2 separate regions of the Zea mays genome follow, and region 1 is linked to region 2. Evidence: chromatin contacts called from public Hi-C data. All regions are on one chromosome and are shown on one strand. The core of a region is the stretch at or near the end of the contact, and the rest is flanking DNA. Distances in the headings are between cores, read along the strand shown.

Region 1 (2,700 bases), core at 137-2,636, 700 kb before region 2:
ACATATATGCTATTGAACATTATACAACACTTATATCATAATAAACCATATATATACTACATGAACATCCCTAAATAGCATAAATCAGAACATGCATGCTACATGAATATTATATAATACTTCAGAGCATCAAATGTAATAAAAACACCAAACATATCAAACTAATATAACAATAATTCATAATATACCTCATAAACAGTATAATAATAGTACATTATGTCATAGAAGATACTATTTAAGTGAATATCACCACAAAAATGATGAAAAAAAGGAGTCATGCCTTCATAACACAAATATTCTAAATTCATGACAAGTGGAGAACAATATTTCAAATTTAGAAAAAAAACATTCTATGTTTATATGAATAGTATTATAATATCAAGAAACACATGAAATGACGAATAACAAAAAACTAAAATATGTAGAAAAAGATAAATACATAAATGAATGAACAAGTAATATAAAGAGAAAAAATAATAAAAGGTAGACAAACATAATGTAAAATAAAAATAACAAAAACCATGTAATATAGAAATTAAAAAAAATAAAAATAGGAAAAATATTTCATAGATACACATAAATACTAAAAATATATAAAAAGTATCCCATTTGTACCAAGTAAAAATACCATACATAGATCATCATATGAAAAACAAAAAGTAAAACAAGATAATAAAAGATAGAGTAGAATTAAAAACAAAATTGTGAAAATAATAAAAATGTACAAATACATAAAAGGAAAGATGAAGGAAAACAAAATAGAAGAAAACAAAAGGAAACGAAAAAGAAGAAAACATGTAAATAAAATGAAATAAACAAAGTATTTAACAAAAAGTAATTAAAGAAAATACAAATGAAAAACACCATGGAGAAATGGAAGAGGAAAAAGAAATAGAACAGGAAAGAAAAAAAACTAGCTTAGCTACGACATGGAAATTGTGCTGTAGCACCGGAAAAAAATCGTGTGCAGACCGGATGCAAAGGGGAATTTGTAGCCGGCTCTAGATTGAGGACACATATACTTGTACAGATCTTGAAGCGCCTTTTCTAGCTCCTGGCTCCAGGCCAGTTACGGCTTGTTCTGTTCAACTCGTGACTCGTCCATCATATGTTCGTCGTTCTATTATGTTCGGCTCCTTTGTTACTGATGACGGTTGCCGAGACTATCCTCCGCATCTCTTCCTCCAGGGATGGCTCATTGTAATTCATGGGTATTCAATTGAATATCCAAGTTTATTGGTAAAAAATAGTGTATAATATACGTGAACATATAAAAATAAAAAATTAAAATAGGATTGAGCTAAAACAAAGAAGGCTGCATATAGCGAACTGGCAGCCCAATTACAACCAGCGCTTGGTGGCCCAGCAGCCCACGTTGCGTGGAATCCCACTCGCACTCACGGTTCCGGACTCCTGGTGCCCTAGCGCATTCCACAGCAGCCCTGCTATAGCACAGCACAACCACCAGCCCAATTACAGCAACACACTGTCACATTAATTTCAACTCCAGGATTACAATTCTGGTATGCCTACAACAGGAGGTCAATAGCATATGTATATATACATAAAGCTATAAATATCAGTAGGACAACATGACAACATGACAATAAGATTGCAGGATTAAATGCATGTCAACTGATAAGATTAAAATAAGATGAACTGCTAGATTGTTGTGCAGGACAACAGGACACTAGATTAAAACAAACAAATGCAAGATAGTAGGAGTGCACAACACTATATTGTTGTGCTAAACTGCTAATCAAGCATTTCATCAGCTAGTTCAAAGAGGCCATCTCCAGTTGGAACTACAGTGGATGCAACAGCAAGTTCTTCTCCTTGTTATTGCATTTCTTTATCAGAATCAGATTCACCAAACTGTGGAGGACGAACAATACGCTTCCTTGTTCTAGTGTATGTTCTGTTAACAGCCCCAGCAGCAGCTCTAGGGAGATTTTTACCCCTTAGATGCTCAGTTGCACCAATAGCTTCATCAACAGCCCTCCAAAGAGAATTTTCATCGTTAATGTCCTCATCATTTTCATGAACCCACTCATTTTCCATTGGAACTCTTGTAGGATCAAAGGGTTGCTTTTCTTTCCCTTTAAGCCCAACTCTCTAATTCTTTAAAATCTATTTGCCACGTTTCGGTTGTAGCTAACATACACCAATTTGTCCAGCCTTTTATGTTCTAAACGATTTCTTCTCTTGGTATGGACCTACATAACGACAAAAAGGAAACATAAGTACTGTTGTACTGGACAACAATTTTGAGAAGACAAAATATGCAAACAAAAGGTACACATACATTAGCAAATGTGAGAGCACCTAGAGGGGGGGTGAATAGGTGATCCTGTGAAACTTGAAACTTAATGCCACAAAGCTTGATTAGGAGTTAGTACAATAATGCCAAGTGGCTAGAGAGGAGTCTTTAGCAAAACACAATAACCACAAGAAGATCAACACAGGTAGACTCAGTGGTTTATCCCGTGGTTCGGCCAAGTATAAAACTTGCCTACTTCCACGTTGTGGCGTCCCAATGGACGAGGGTTGCAATCAACCCCTCTCAAGCGGTCCAAAGACCCACTTGAATACCACGGTGTTTTTGCTTTGTATACTATATCCCGTTCACGAGGAATCTCCACAACTTGGAGCCTCTCGCCCTTACACTTTGATGTTCACAAAGAAGCACGGAGCAATGGA
Region 2 (2,700 bases), core at 93-2,592:
GTATGACATTAATTTCTTAATTTTTTAAAAAAAAGACGAGCCGATCAAGTTTAGTAAAAAAATGAAACGGATTATAAATTAAGACGGATGGAGTAGCAAAGAAATAAAAGATCAAACGGTATGTTTAGTCCATGGGAATCTAGACCTACTGATCCTAATACCTAATTACACCACTATATACGCAGCAAAGCTCAATTGCCGGGAAAAAAAAGTGTACTTGAACATGCATTTCATCAAACACACCTGAAGTTTGAGCTTTAGTGGTAGAGGAGAGAAACAAAGCATGAATAAATCACCTCCAATAAGCAGGCAAGAACATCAGCCTATCATATGCAGGAGCACACAACGATGTACAACTCAGACGAACTTTACCTCTATTAGTTTAGCCTTTTTATTAGCCCTAAGCATAACTAACTGAGTCTACGTCGTAATTGAGCTTCTGTCATTTGTCTTGTTTTTTTGTTTACATGTTCCGAGAGATTTTGACTATACCTGGAAGGTTCTTCCTCGGTTGTTCACCGTGGTGGCCTCGTCCGTGGCAAGGAGTGCTCACGTCGGAGTAGATTTTGCTACTCTCGGCCACGGGTCATCACACAAACAAATCAAACGCATTGCATGACCTGATTGAAATCCTGGCTCTGGTAGAGGAGGCAAACTTCTATTATAAGAACCGAAGGCATCCTTAACCTTGACTTGTCGACAGTTCTTTTTGTTATTTTGACCGTGCTCCATCCATGATCAGCTCAAACCGAACACGAGGTTGCCTGCCCCAGCCCCCATGTCGTTGTCGTTACTCCTTGGATGCGGAAATCGGGAAGGAATGCACAAGCCTTCCAGTTCCTGATTTGAATGGTATTTGCGGGGAATTAATGGCGGGAAGCAGAAGAGGGCGAGAGCGAGCGTGCAGCGCCATCGAAAGACATGTGGAAAGAAAAATGAAGAAACGGAGCGCGGGAAGCAAAGCGGAGAGAAAACAAAAAAGAGGGAAGGCCGGCCCAGCCAGGAGGGCCGGGCTCGGGACTGGATGATCTCACATGCAAGGCTGACACCGCCGCAGCAACCACCACGCCGCATGCTCGGCAATGCCTTCATGCAAGGAAAGGAAAGAGGAAAGGCGGGGGGCGGAAGCGGAACCACCCCCACCACATTCACATGCCCCCGCCACGCCGGTGCCCATGTGACCGTACGTGCGCAGCGCTGCTGGCTGCCTGCCCCTCGCCCGCGAGAGATCCCCCGTCCCCGTCCCCATCCCCATCGATGAGTTCCCGACGTGTGAGGGGCCCTCCCACGCTGCGAGACCTCACCTATCCGCTCCAGCTACGTGTCCGTCAGCGCAACGGCTCGCATTTTGTACCTCCTCCTATAGAGCTCTGTCCAACCGTTCGGATAAGAAGAGGGACCCGCCCAGGCGTGGACCTCGCCTGTCAGCCAAACACCTCCAGCAAAAAAAAATACGTGAGCTGTGCCGGTTCCCACAGCACAGCAATCAATCTCCGCGTTAGAGTCTGTGAGCAGCAGAGGACCCCCGAACGTGCACTCGCGTGCAGTGTGCGCAGAGGACCCCGTTCACACCCTTTTTAATTGCTCTTCGTTCACGACATGCTTCGCTACATGAGAGCTATAATAATTCTCCAAACTAGGCCGCCACGTACGTACACACTGGCCCTTCAAGGGAACTATCCAGATCACCGCCGGTCGGGGGGGGGGGGGGGGGGGGGGGGGGGGGAGGGGGGGGGGGGGGGGGCGGCCGTTTGCCGTGCACCGGCCACCGATGCCAGAATTTATTCGCCGGAGCAGAGCGCGCGCGCGAGAGAGAGACCACCTCAGCACCGCCATTAGGCTGAGTCCAGTGCACAGCCTCTCTCTCGCCCCTGTCACGTCAGCTCTCGCCTCCACTCTCGCCCCTGCTGCTTCAGTGCACAGGCTGCAGCAGGCTACAGCCTCAGGCTATAGCACACGTGGACCAATCAGAAGCCGCCACTCACTGTCGCCCCTCGCTCTCGCCCGCGAAGACGCCATCGCCAACGCGTCGCCCCACTCTCGCCTGCCTATCGCCGGGCGGTAGCAGTAGCGCCCGCCGGGTCGCTCTCGCCCGCCTCCAGCCCCGCTCTCGCCTCCTGCTGGGCGCTATCGCCCTCACTATAGCCTGCATTGGCACCAGCCTATATAGGAAGGAGTACTATCTATGCAGCACACTAGCGGTAGCAAGGCATGGGCGCAGAGCAGAGGTGGCATGCTGCACACAGACATGTCTTTACCTTTTCTTTTTTTTTTTTTACTATTCTACCAGGGCGGGCGCAAGGCTCTGCCTTTACTGTGGTGGGTCTGACCGACGGGAGGAGTGGAGTGAGACAGTTTTTCTCGTTAAACTGACCCCACCACGGCCCTAGCGTGGTGGAGGACCTGGAGTACGACCGCCGGCCTCGGCTCACTGCCGTCTCTCGGCCGTCGATTTGTTGGCGAAAAGTTTCCAGGGCACTCATCAGGCCAGGCCGGGGGCCGGGTAAAAGCAAAGAGCACTCATCCGCTCGTTGCTGCAGGCATGGCAGACGACAGACGCGCCTTGAATCACGGCCAGTGGGGTGCATGGCTCCGACGGAGAGAGAGAGAGAGAGAGAGAGAGAGAGAGAAAATGCCCCAATCCGCGGCAAGCATCGCGCGGCCGCCTCGCTCTTGGGAACTTGCTTTGCCTGGAATATT

What was found. Hi-C and Micro-C count contacts between places; a contact is called where the count stands out from the background.
Region 1: a contact with region 2 is called in a Hi-C map of tassel, with 8 times the contacts expected there. The contact joins two enhancer-like sites. A contact is called at or near these places in 2 of 25 Hi-C or Micro-C datasets (ear and tassel).

Annotation. Positions count from the first base shown.
Region 1 is chr1:93,164,632-93,167,331 of Zm-B73-REFERENCE-NAM-5.0, reverse strand. No RefSeq gene overlaps it. Among protein-coding and RNA genes, the nearest start is that of TRNAL-AAG, 4.1 kb to the left of the region's middle. Within about 2 kb of position 1,386, at least 15 of the 20 cell types and tissues checked have an H3K27ac peak or open chromatin away from gene starts, as enhancers often do. A contact at or near this core is called in ear and tassel, where this site is marked.
Region 2 is chr1:92,462,768-92,465,467 of Zm-B73-REFERENCE-NAM-5.0, reverse strand. No RefSeq gene overlaps it. Among protein-coding and RNA genes, the nearest start is that of LOC103637657, 3.0 kb to the right of the region's middle. Within about 2 kb of position 1,342, at least 18 of the 20 cell types and tissues checked have an H3K27ac peak or open chromatin away from gene starts, as enhancers often do. A contact at or near this core is called in ear and tassel, where this site is marked.